4 separate regions of the Mus musculus genome follow, and regions 1, 2 and 3 are each linked to region 4. A link is a contact called in public HiChIP or PLAC-seq and promoter capture Hi-C data. All regions are on one chromosome and are shown on one strand. Each heading gives the region's core, a stretch centred on a gene start, on an enhancer-like site or on the middle of the called end of the contact. The rest is flanking DNA. Distances are from core to core; before and after follow the strand shown. Region 1 has its middle 12 kb from the start of Gm32513. Region 2 overlaps Gm14321 (predicted gene 14321). Region 3 has its middle 12 kb from the start of Gm38464. Region 4 overlaps Ptpn1 (protein tyrosine phosphatase, non-receptor type 1).

Region 1 (3,170 bases), core at 514-3,013, 150 kb after region 4:
TCTCTAGTCCTTCCCTGAGTTTGGGGTCCTCGTCTTTTGTAAGCACTTAGTAGAATATGCGGCCCATGATATCTGACTAACATCACAGAATCTCTGGCATGAAGGATGGTGATCCCTTCCCCCCTACTCTCTCCCTTGTGCTCAGTTCACTTCCTGTTTGGATGGTTGTTTGCAACAGGGTCTCACTGGATACCCACGATGGCCTAGAACTCACGATCTTCCTGCCTCAATCTGCAGAGAGCTAAGATGACAGGCCCATGCCACATTGTCAGCATTCTGTTTCTTTGGTCCCATGTAGACCAGGCTGGCCTCAAACTCACTGGACTCTTCCTTCAGCAGGTACTTCAGAGTGTTGGGATTACAGACATGCAGCGCCACGCCCAGCTGGCTTTACCTTTTTAACTGATGAGTTTGTGTGTAAGGCTAGCACCGTACTGTGGAGCCTCATAGCCTAGGCTCTGCTGTGTCATCTTTGTAATGGGGCCGTTAAAGAACATAATCGTTGACTCTCCATGAGGCCACTGATAAATTTGCCTGTGTGTTTGTGTGTGTATGTGTGTGTGTGTGTGTGTGTGTGTGTGTGTGTGTGATGGTGGATGTGTGTGAATGTGTGTGTGTGCATAGGTATGTAGTATGTGTGTGTGTGCGCGTGTGTGGTGGTATGTGTATGTGTGTGGTGTGTATGTATGTGTGTACACTGTGTTGTGTTGCACATGCACTGAGAGTGCATGTGTGACGGTATGTGTGTGGTGTGTATGTGTGTATACTGTGTGTTGTGTTACATATACACACGCAGACACAGCGGACGATGTCATTTATCTGTCTCCATTATCTGTGTTTTGAGGCAGGGTCTCTCACTGCACAGAAGTAGTTTCAGCCAGGCCAGCTGACCAGCAGCTCTAGGGATCTGCTTATCTCCCACCCACAGTGCAGTGGCTTCGAGCATGCTCAGACATGGTCAGCTCTTATCTGGGTGCTAGGGATCCGAGCTCAGGTCTTCCCCTAATTCCCTTGTTCTCACATCATGCAGCTTCTCGCTCAGCCTTCTTGAGGCTGGGCCACTCCTTATCTTCTTACTATGCTTTTTCGAGTCAATGGTTCTTTCGACCGTGTGTGTTTGAGAGGCCCAACTGGCCAGTCCTCCTCTGGCTCTCGACACCTTATCTTTTGGGGGCAGGGTTTCTATGGCCTGAAGTGATCTGATTCAGTTAGAGTGTCTGGTCTGGGAGTCCTAGGGATTCTCCCATCTCCACCCCTACCCCCAGGCACTGGGCTCCTGGTTATTCCCCATCACACCAGGCTAGTTGTACGGGTACTGTGGATCTGAGTTTGGGTGCTCGCACTAACACAGTGAACACTACCCACTGAGCCATCTCGCCTACCCCTCAGTGCTTCGTGTGGAGTGAGGTTTGGGTCCGCACACTGTTTCTGCAGGGGCATGCTTGATGGCCGCACACTGTGTTCAGAAGGTCTCCGCCTCCCCCCGCCCCCCTTCTTCTACTGACAGGCCTTCTCGGCTTAGTCATGGGGACTCATCCACAGTCTGCTCCAAGCTCTCTGTGCTCTGCTCATCTGAACGTCTGTCTGTCCTTGTATCTGTCTGTCCATCCTCTGCCCACACTAGACCCCCTCACAGGTACAGGGCAGACCTTACAGGAGCTTTCTCCGTGGAAGGAAGTCACATGCTTTAGTTCACATGTTTTAGTTCACTGATAAACAAGGGATGAAATTCCTTTCCTCTGTGTAATTCCTTTGAAAAGAGAACACTGAGAACACTGAGGCCTAGCAGGGAAAGATGCCTGCCATTCAGCCTGACAGCCTACTGGGTGTGAGGGGACAACTGACTCCTGAAACTGTCCTCTGACTCCCACACATGAACTGCTGCAAGCAAAGCCTCCCCCCTCTCCCTTTCCCCCTCCCCCTCTCCCCCTTCCTCCATCTTCCTCCCCCTCCCTATCCCTCCTCCGCCACCCCCCCCCCCCCAAAACACACAAATACATAAAAATGCAACTAAAGAAAAAGAGTGTCACATCTCTGTGAGTTCCAGGCAAGTCACATTTCAGAGAGAGACAGAAACAGAGAGAGAAGAAAGGAGAGGGAGGGGAGAGAGGGGAGGGGGGAGGGGGGAGGGAGGGAGGGAGGGAGGGAGGGAGGGAGAGAGGGAGAGAGAGAGAGAGAGGGAGAGAGAGAGAGAGAGAGAGAGAGAGAGAGAGAGAATACCAGAGGACAGAGGTTGCTATAGGTTAGTAACTGTCTAGTCAGGGACTACATTTCCCAACTTGCTTTGCACCTAGAACCATGTGATCATCTCTGGCCTATGGTCTCTAAGGGAAGTGACTTTCTTGGCTCTCTACCAGGCCTTCCTTGGTGCTCCACCCCTTAATTTTTCCCTGTCTGCTAATAAATGGATGTTGATCCCAGGTGACCTTGGGATGACCTGTGGAAGATGGCTGAGTGTCCATTTCTCTTCCTCCCTAGGACCATCCAAATCTAAAATTACAATGCACCAGAGACCCACTTTCAAGTTTGAAATTAAGAGAATGTCCCTCCTAGCTGGGCAGTGGGGGTCCGTGCCTCTAATCCCAGCATTCAGGAGGCAGAGGCAGGCGGATCTCTGTGAGTTCTAGGCCAGCCTAGTTTACATAGTTCCAGGATAGTCAAAGCTACATGCTGAGACACTGTCTCCAACCGAACAAGAGAAAAATATCCCTGCTAGCAGACTCAAAAGCTTTCACTTCCGCACCACACATATGGAACAGCCCAGAGAGGAAATGTGTTTGCCCAGGGTCGCACAGCAGTTCCACTGACTGAGGCAACTGATCTCCAAGAGCCTTTGAGTTCTTGTCTTTAAGGTCAGGCAAGTCAGAGCCTGCTGGTCCATACTCCAGGGTAGACAATTACAGAAGAAAATCATAATTAATAATTCAGTGTGAGGCGACTCAGAGCTTCCGGGCCTGGGCGGCGCCAGATGGAGGGAGAAGTAATTTTAAGACTTCCACCTTCCTGGGACGTGAGGGGCAATTTAAACTAAGCGCCAATAAACACACCTGAGACAGCCGTGACCTTTGCTACAAAGTGCTCCTTCGCCTCCAAAAGCCACTCTGTCTTATGATGTGGAATCTATTTGTGAATTGAGGTTTCAAAAAAAAAAAAAAAAAAAGACCAGGAGG
Region 2 (3,074 bases), core at 452-2,951, 170 kb after region 4:
ATCTCTTTACCTGCTGAGTCATCTCACTAGCCCAATAATTCTTGTAGCTAGAAACGTTAATGTGTTGAAAGATATTCATCAGTCAACTCAATTAACATTGTAGTGATGTCTCATTACACACATTATATACAATTCCGATGGCTAAAATTAAAATTAGCAGCAGCAAAACCCTGGCGCTATAGTCTTGATAAAGATGCAAAGCGACAGACACTGGGCCCCTGGCGATGGTATGGATTCACAGTGCAAATTACTATGAAAAACTGGTCACTGACACAAGACAAAGAAAACTGTTCACGCAGACCCTCATCCGCATGGGTTTCCCGTGTTTCCTAACTGCTAAAAACTGGAAATGGTCTGAGTATTCCCTAAGCCTCCGTCCCTCCCTTTCGTGGGATGCTATGAAGCAATAAAAAAGAATATTATACTGATACACCGGATTCTGTGGGCATCTCAGAAGCGTCCTACTAGCAAAGAAACAGCTGGGGGTCGGGGGAACACAGGCTCTGACATCTGTGAAGAGGCCCAGATACTCCAGCACTGGCACGGGCGGGGGCGGGGCGGGGCGGGGCGGGGGCGGGGCATCTTCTGTTCCGAGACTGTGAACATCTAAGTGCAGAAATGTCTTCTGTGAGTGCTGCAGGCCAGAGACCGCACTGTATGGGGTACGCACCACCAGCTGGAGCTGGCCGATTCCCTCTTGGTCACGGAGGGGCCTGCAAGGTGATGATTTGAGGCACTGGATCAAGCTTCTCCAGGACCAAGGAAGCAGAGCAGCTGGGCCACTCCACTGGCTCGTACTCTCGCTGCGCACCATAGAATTCGTTCTGTGTGGGCCTCCAGGAACACACCAGCAGCCTGGCACACGAGATAGTGTTGGTGGGGCTCAATCTGGTGTTCAGTCTGCTTCTCACCACTCCAAGCTGTCTGGTGGGTTGTCCTCTCCTCAGAATACATTCCTCCCACCACAAACCTGTGGCAAATGCGCATACCCTTCCCCGGGAGCCTTGTGCTATGAATCCCTTCCCGTCTCTGCGCCTACAGCTCTCTCTATCCGGGATCTCTTCCCTTCCCTCCTCCCAGTCAGTCAGAGCTTTCTGTGTGCAAATGATACAAAACCAGACCCCAAGAGGCAAGCCGGTTGCCCGTGGAGATGGAGCATCCCAGGGCAAGACTTCAGGTGGGGCTGCATCCAGCAGTTTAGACGCCAGTCAATCGTGGTTCATTTCTAGGGCGGGGGTGGGGCTTTGTCTTTGTGTTGGCCTTGTGTATGGTCACTCTGGAGCTCAAGGAGAAACTGCATATCCTCCAAAGACTGCCAGCATGAGAGACCCGGACAGACTTTGTCACTCCATCATCCTTGAACCAAGAGCTGCAGCGGGCCCTGGTACCTCAGAGCTGGAATGGGCACAGGAGGTCCCCGGGGAAGAAAGGGATGAATGGCACTGTTGGGGACCCTTGCTCTGGCTACCATACCCTCTGACCTCAGGCCTCACTTCCCTGTCCCAACCTCAAGTGCCTCCCGGAAGGCGGGCAGGAAGGAGCTTTGAGTCCCAACATTCCAGTGTTCCGGGACAGCTGCCAGAGCTGGAGGCTCCCAAGTCCCAGGAACGTTCTGGAACTTCTGAGGGCAGGAGTAGGGTGTCAGTCAGAGCCCTGGCGGTCCCTGGCCTGGGAACACGCTTAGAAGATGACAATTGGGTCCCTTCGGCCGAATTCCACTCTGTGGGTACCTGTGCCAAGGAAAACAAGCCCAGGACCGGGCACGGAAGGCGAGGGTGCTTGACGGGGTGTAAGGTGACATTGTTTACACAGGTGTGGGACGAGTCCCCTCACACCCTGCTTGCTTTTCTCCTTCTTTCTCCCCTCTCCAAATTCTTTCCCCCAAGGGTGCTGACAGACATATCAAGGGAGCCAGTGGCTGGTGGTAAGGCTCTGCCCACAGGTGAGCTGTAAGGCACAGAGCCCTGCACCCAGGGTGGCCGGTGGCCTCTCACTACCACTGTCCACCTCCAGTCTGGGGACATTCAGAACCTGGACTGGGACCTCAGAGCAGCTGACTGAAACTCACGGGCCCCAGTCCATGCTTCATTCCCAAGAGGGAGCAGGGGACCAGAGACATTCAAAATGGCTCCCAGCTGACCTCAGAGTCAGCAAAGAAAGAAGAAAACCACAATTTCCTGAGCTCCTACTGTGTGCTAGCCGAGCTCAGGGACTCACTGTGGATCAAACAGATGTGTGATCAGAAAAGAGCACAAGGAAATTAAGCGGTGAGACACCTAAAGTGTGTGAGGGGTGTGGTCAAGGCTCTCTCTAAACTGAGGTGAGGCGGCTCTGGGGTCAAGAATGATGAGCCACTACCAGGGGGACGTCCCAGCAGGTCGCTCTGCATGTGCAAAGGCCCTGAGGTTAGGAAGCTCCGATGTTGGTTGAACTCTGAGGATGGTGTTTTGCCAGTGCAAAGATAGATAGATGTGTGCTTCTATCACACAGAGAAGTGTGCTTCGTGCCCAGGATAAAGCTACAAAGTAAACAGCAGACATTTTCCTGTTACCTGGAGAATGGACTTGTCTAGGGTTACACAGCAGAGTCAAATTCCGGTGACGTTCAACAACTGGGAGCCCCATCTGTGTGAGAGCAGGAGGTCAGGACTCCTGTTTCAGGCCTGGCCTGGGATGGGGTGCACCTGGCTACAGCCCCGAGAGCGAGAGACAGAAAAGCAGGAGCAAATACAGCTGCTGAGTCACGGGGAACCGCAGGCTCCAGCTGCAGTGGTCTTTGCCTCAGTTTACCTAGCTGTAAAAATGGGTTTAATAACATGTCTGCCTCCAGAACCTACTTCAGAGGGGCGCTGGGGAGGTTAATTGCTGCCTGCAGCCCCGGAGCTGGGATGAAAGGGGCAGGAAGTGGGAGCTGCCCACACTTCAGATAATTACCCAGGCTGGAGGGGGTGTCAGGGTCTGGTTCAACCCCAGGCCAGCTCTCTCCTAGAGAGCCTTCCAGCTTGGGCCTCCCAGCAGCCCCGAGACCCCAGAACAAAACAAGGTTTGAGTTCTAGCTCTGTGTTCAGCCAAGAT
Region 3 (3,011 bases), core at 64-2,563, 240 kb after region 4:
GTGCAGAGCTGGAGCTAGAACCAACCTCTGCCAAGAAGAGATTTCCCACCTGTAACCAGTGTCCGTGGCTACATCAGTCCTCCCTGGGCCTCATTTTCTTGAGCAGTGTACATAACAATATTCCAACCTCACGGGTCATTTTTGCGTACAGGGGTCTATGACCCAGTGCAGAGAAAATCTGAAATCAGAGAGGGTGCCGGGGTGGGCTGGTAGTGTAAGCTCTGCTTGTATGCCTCCCTTGCTGAGAAGTTCACCTTGTACAGAGTTTTCCAATCCTAATTCCCCAGAGTTTGAATTTAATAAAACCTGCCTCTCTCATCCCATATTGGCCTGGGATGGCCTCTCTGGCCTGGCCTTAGGCCATAGAGACAAACACATCCTCGGCCCTGGGAACACAGAAGCAAAAGGGCAGACAAGGTCCCTCATGAATGACACTTGGCCGGTGTTCTGTAGGAAAGAGGCAGATGCTAACATGCAGCCCTCTGAACGGCCACGAGGTATCACTGGGAAAACTCAGCAACCCAAATTATCATCTGAGTGGTGGTGGCGGAACATGCCTTCAGTTGCAGCTCGGGAGGCAGAGGCAGGCAGATCTCTTTGAGTTTGAGACTAGCCTGGTCTACAGAGCTAATTCCAGGACAGCCAGGGCTACACAGAGAAACCCTGTCTTTAAATAAATGAATAAATAAATAAATAAATAAATAAACTCTCCACTGTGTGGGCCAGATGACATTCCTCCCTAGCTCAAAACTCCACCGTGCTTCCCCATCCTTCAGGGATTAAGTGTGACACCATAATAAGGCCACCACCACACTTCTCAGGGGACATCTTCGTGACCTTGTCTCCTGTCCCTCCACTCTAGCTTCTCATGTCCTTTGGACATATCGCCATCTTCCTAGCTCCACCTCCACCTGAAGACCAAGTGCCCCTTTCCTTTACAGCTGGCCAAGGCTTGCTAACCCTTCCGGTCTCTGCCCCACCCCTCTCTCTTTGTTCTGGTCTCCTTTCTCCCGTCTCTATGAAAGACCACGCAAAATGGAAAGAAAAAAAAAACATAGCCAGGAAAAAAGCATGAATCATATGTTTACAGGCACTAATTAATTACTAAGCTCAAAAATCCAATTTCCATTCTTCCTTTTCCCCGTCTTTGCCCTTTGAGAATGCTTGGAATCTGCGTTCTTTCCCAATGCAAAAGTATGTCAAGTTTATTTTTAGTAAAAGCACGTGATGACTGAGGCTGTTATTCAGTCTCCCGCGTCAGTGGGGAGCTCACCACAAGTGCTGGATGCTCTTCGAACTGGGTCCCAGGAGTCTGGCTGGCCCACACCCGCCAGTTGGGGTCAGAGTGTCCCTAGCAAGGTCCAAGGATTGGGGATTAGGGGTAGTGCAGGGTTTCCAGGCTGCAGTTCCTCCTCCAGGCCAGGAGGGGCGATATGGAGTCGGGGAACTAAAGGTAGATTCTCTGCTCCCAATTGGTGGAGCCAAAGCCTTCTTTCTGGATTAGGTCAACATTTGGACCATCCACATCCTGTGTTCAGGAAGCACGTGGTGGGACAGACAACAAGACTGACTCTCTCTCTCTCTCTCTCTCTCTCTCTCTAGTGCGCATGCGGGACAGACAGGGTAGGACGGGGGGGGGGGGGGGGGGACACACGACTTTACAGGATTCATCATTGGTTCGACAGGACAGGCTCTGTGCTCCGTGCAGCATACAACACTGAACCTTCTTCTCTACCGGCTTCCCCCCCCCCCCCGCCCCCCACTTCCTCTCTACTGGGACCCGGGCTGATGATCACTGCGAGTTCACTGAGCTTCCTGTCCAAATGGCAGCTTTGATCTCTTGAGCGTCTCAAACCCACTCTCTAACCCCAGCTCCCTGGTCTGTCAGCACAGTCCCTCTGTCCCCAGCGCTTACACATCAGCCTGAGCAAAGGCTCACTGTGCAGTCAGTTCCTTGCCTCTTTGAACCTCATGGCCTCTCTTATAAATGAGTTCCAGGGCTGGTGAGATGGCTCAGTGGGTAAGAGCACCCGACTGCTCTTCTGAAGGTCCGAAGTTCAAATCCCAGCAACCACATGGTGGCTCACAACCACCCGTAATGAGATCTGATGACCTCTTCTGGTGCGTCTGAAGACAGCTACAGTGTACTTACATATAATAAATAAATAAATCTAAAAAAAAATAAAATAAAATAAATAAATAAATGAGTTCCAACTCTGTACACCACAGGAGCGCCTCAAACTCAGTGGCCGAAAGGTTCTAGGCAGAGACGAGACGTTCAAATGAACTGGCAGTAGGCAAATGTGACCCTGACATGGCCAGTAGAGACATCACACTCTTATCTTCCCACTGCTCCAGGGAAGCCAGGCTGAAGCCTTATTTTCAGCGTGGGCCATGCATGTAAATCCACAGCATAAGCCCCACACCCCAGACCCAACACATCTCCGGGCTGGCCTGGCCCAGGGGCTGCCTGCTGCAGTCCTGAATGTCAGATAGAGTTGATTTCTAAGACCTTGGAGCCTGGGACAGCCTAGGATGGGGCGAGCAACATGGCCTCGCCCGGCCATGTGGGGGTAGCTATTATCCCAGCATTGGGAGGGCCTGCTGGGCAGGACTCCCTGGAGCTGGACCGTGGGCTGCTGAGCTTCGCTAGGCTCTTAATTATGAAGGATGATAATGATCTTGGTGGAGTGTGCGGATAGGTGGGGAATGACTTAGCTAACTGCGAGTCTGATTGTATCTATTGTAAGAAGCACACGTGGAATATCAGATTAGTGCTCTTTGTGTGCCCATTATTACACCGTATCATTAGTGCCCAGACTCACGAGCCACACGGCCCCCTTCCTTCTCCCTCTGACTTAGCTGACCACCAGCACAGCTCCTTATTGTTCTTGTGGTGTCCCTGCAGGCCTGTCACTGACCTCCTGGACAAGGTGTTCTCTGCTGGCCCTCTCAGGGAGAAGAGGCCAAAAATAAAGAAACAAAGCAAGCCAGGATAGGGAAAGGGAGAG
Region 4 (2,980 bases), core at 143-2,642:
CATGCGGTCCAGAAATAGGCGACTGACTCTGTAGACCAGAGGCAAACACCCAATGGGCTCTTACCTGGGAATCCATAAAGCACAGAAGCCATGAAGACGCCCTAGCTGCCTGTCGCTGCTCTCCAGACCCCATGACTCTAGCCTGATGATAGTTCTGGGGCTCACACTTACTCTGAGCCCAAATCACTCTGTCCTACTGAATCCCTCAGCATCAGACTGACTTAAAAGGAAGGAAGGGAGGGAGGGAGGCAGGCAGGCAGGCAGGTAGAAAGATTGCCTCCAGTGGCGTAGGAGCCTGGAAAGGGGCAGGCAGACATAAGCCTCCAGGCGAACCCCAATGCTACTCATTCATAAAAACCATTGCCACATGAAGTCATGTGATAGTAATAGAGCTTCAGGTAAACTAAGGGGGTTTATGTAACTTTATGCTGCGTGCAGGGTGTGCATGTAACTAACTTCCGGCAGTGTCTACAGGAAAACACAACCTGAGTGCCAAGCAAACTCCGAGCTCCTGAGGTGTGGCACATCCACGGAGAACTGTCTGTACTGTCACGCATGGTTACCATTCTGAGCCTGTGCCAGCTAAGGAAAGTCCATCTCAACACTCTTCTGTGAAGTGACCCAGGTACAATTGAAGGTGCTGTGTACCTCACAAGCCAGGTGTCCTGGGACACTGAGACCTGGACAGTTTTTATGAAAGCCTCTCTCAGTTTAGAACTGATTACTCAGGGACATTTAAAAACAAGTGTTTCTGAAGGTTACTATCGTCCATTTTCCAGTGTTTATTCAGCTCTGTGGTTACAAGCTCATGCTTGCTTTTGCCATCTTCTTCAGTGGGCACTGGCAGGTACAGAAAGTCCCTAAACACGGAGGCAAGTAGTAGCCATGACAGACCAGAATGCCTGCAGCCTGTGCGGCATCACAAGGTATGCTCAGGGAGAAGCCACAGAGCTGGGTTACCAAGCCCAGGGCCATGTCACATGCTTGTTTTCTTATAGGGAAACAGCCCTAAGATTCCCCCATGTCTGCAACTGCTAGTGGCCACTGCAGTGGCTATAGCAGCATAGGCCCAGCCCAGACCTATACATTGGAAACCCCACCAGCCTCCATACCAGTCCTGTGACCACTCCATTCTCATCTCTTCCACTTCTAACCTTCAGCCTGTACTCTAAGAAAGGTGGGCCCATGTTTCAAAGCTCTGTTTTTACACAGATCTGGGGAGCTACAGGCTTGGTCTTGCTGGCTGGGCACATCAGCAGCCTGGGCACAGTGTCTGTCCCCTTCAAACTGGGGAGAATGGAGACTTGAGGCTCCACAGTAGCAGAGCTGCACAGAGAGGATGCTGGGCAGGGCAGACGCCTCCTCCTAGGCCACAAGCCTGCTCTGTGCACTCTGATCATAGTCGATCTTCTCTGTCTCCTGCTGTCACTCACCAGAGGAGTTCTGCTCATCCCACAGAAGACCACAAATGCCTCTGCTGTAAACTCAATCACCTTCACACAGGAGTGAGCCCCCTTGTGTGAAATGCACTGAGGCTTAAGCACCCCAGACAACTCTCTGCACAGGAGCAGCAGACTGGCAGGGCCAGGATAGACAAGCCAGACTCCCTGGACAGACTAGGGCCTTCCTTCTCCATTCAAACCACACCACTCATTTCACAAGCTCCAAGGGGAAGGAGTGTCCAAAAAACCAAGCCCTGAATGGTCTTCAGGGCTGGACCAGGATAACACTTCAAGAGGGGGTTAGGTACCAATGCAGAGAAACACCTCACTTGTCCAGAATTTTTGCTGGGCACTTTCTGGCAAGATCAGAATCTCAGGAAATACCACACAAATGAAAACACAGAAGCAACGTGGTCAGAATGACCTAACGCTGAGAACACACGACTCCCTTCTCCCCAGCCACAGAGGCATATGCTAAGGAAGCTGCTTCCTGCAGCCTGATGGCCTGACTCAGCCCCTCCACTTCCTCTCAGCTCAGCCTGGCTCCCACCGATGCCCTCTCTCTCTCTGGCAGTGCCCTATAACACAAAGCTAGATCGGCAAGTCATGCACATGTCAGGGGGAGCAGCGAGGAGGAACTCAGTCCTATCATGCATCAACATGGCCTGGACAGGCCCTCTGAGATGAAGTGTAGGCTCATGCAAGATTCTGCTAGAGTCACCACCAGCAGGTGTTACACAGTTCTTCCTCAGAAAGGGTTTCCAGGCTTGGTAGGGGCTTAGCTAATATGCCTATGAGACACAGGAAGAGTGCACTCCCCAGCACCAAACAATGGTCAAGGACAGAACAGAACAGGGCATGGTGGTGCACAACTTTAATCCTAGCACTTGGAGGCAGAGGGAGGAAGAATTCTGAGTTTCAGAGCAGCCTTGTCTTTGTAGCCAGTTCCAGAACAGCCAGGGCTACATAAAAAGACCTTGTCCCAAACAAGCAGACAAACCAAAACAAGCAAGCAAACAAGCAAGCAAGCAAGCAAGCAAGCAAGCAAGCAAGCAAGCAAGCAAAGGACAGGTCAAGCACACTAAACGCTGCCCGGCTCAGGGTGTAAGGTAAAGTGTCCACCGACGGATCAAAGAGGAAGCCAGCTAGCAAAGGGGAGCAACGCGCCAGACATCATGTCAGCGGCTTGGGAACATGAAGCCCACAGTCCCAGTGCCAAGGAGTAACTGGAAGGTGAACAATGCGCACAGCGCTAATCGACTGCGAAAATATCCCTGCAGCTACAGGACCTGGGAAGCCGAGGCAGGAAGGCCTGCAGTACACGTGAGACTGAAGACAGTCTGAGCTACCTTACACAGAAAGACAATTTCAAATACAATAAAATAATGGCTGGCCATGGTCTTGACAAGAAAGGAGCAGCTGGAAACCTGGAGTCAGGAGAAAGCATGCCGGAAAGAGGGGAGCAGTCGATTAAGGACCATGGAAGAGGGAGCTGTGAGCCGTCTGGGCTTCGAGGATTTCAAAGGCTGGGGCAGGTG

What was found. HiChIP or PLAC-seq counts read pairs in DNA pulled down with a chosen protein or histone mark. Capture Hi-C pulls out chosen DNA fragments and counts their contacts.
Region 1: an H3K27ac HiChIP or PLAC-seq map of microglia shows a contact between it and region 4, with 4 times the contacts expected there. The contact joins two enhancer-like sites. A contact is called at or near these places in 2 of 115 datasets of contacts at active chromatin or transcription factors (microglia and pancreatic cancer cells).
Region 2: a promoter capture Hi-C map of liver shows a contact between it and region 4. The contact joins two enhancer-like sites. A contact is called at or near these places in 6 of 115 datasets of contacts at active chromatin or transcription factors (bone marrow-derived dendritic cells, bone marrow-derived macrophages, effector CD8 T cells and 2 more) and 1 of 9 other capture datasets (liver).
Region 3: a contact with region 4 is called in a promoter capture Hi-C map of adipose tissue. The contact joins two enhancer-like sites. A contact is called at or near these places in 4 of 115 datasets of contacts at active chromatin or transcription factors (bone marrow-derived macrophages, effector CD8 T cells, large pre-B cells and 1 more) and 2 of 9 other capture datasets (adipose tissue and liver).

Annotation. Positions count from the first base shown.
Region 1 is chr2:167,799,379-167,802,548 of GRCm38.p6, reverse strand. No RefSeq gene overlaps it. Among named protein-coding and RNA genes, the nearest start is that of Gm32513, 12 kb to the right of the region's middle. Within about 2 kb of position 1,763, at least 138 of the 459 cell types and tissues checked have an H3K27ac peak or open chromatin away from gene starts, as enhancers often do. A contact at or near this core is called in microglia and pancreatic cancer cells, where this site is marked.
Region 2 is chr2:167,780,273-167,783,346 of GRCm38.p6, reverse strand. It overlaps Gm14321 (predicted gene 14321), which reads right to left. Exons shown (of 2, transcript NR_166468.1): 2 at 1-855. Among named protein-coding and RNA genes, the nearest start is that of Gm32287, 3.9 kb to the right of the region's middle. Within about 2 kb of position 1,701, at least 46 of the 459 cell types and tissues checked have an H3K27ac peak or open chromatin away from gene starts, as enhancers often do. A contact at or near this core is called in liver, where this site is marked.
Region 3 is chr2:167,711,898-167,714,908 of GRCm38.p6, reverse strand. No RefSeq gene overlaps it. Among named protein-coding and RNA genes, the nearest start is that of Gm38464, 12 kb to the left of the region's middle. Within about 2 kb of position 1,313, at least 81 of the 459 cell types and tissues checked have an H3K27ac peak or open chromatin away from gene starts, as enhancers often do. A contact at or near this core is called in adipose tissue, where this site is marked.
Region 4 is chr2:167,948,408-167,951,387 of GRCm38.p6, reverse strand. All of the region lies in intron 1 of Ptpn1 (protein tyrosine phosphatase, non-receptor type 1), which reads right to left. Among named protein-coding and RNA genes, the nearest start is that of Ptpn1, 18 kb to the right of the region's middle. Within about 2 kb of position 1,392, at least 200 of the 459 cell types and tissues checked have an H3K27ac peak or open chromatin away from gene starts, as enhancers often do. A contact at or near this core is called in adipose tissue, liver, microglia and 1 more, where this site is marked.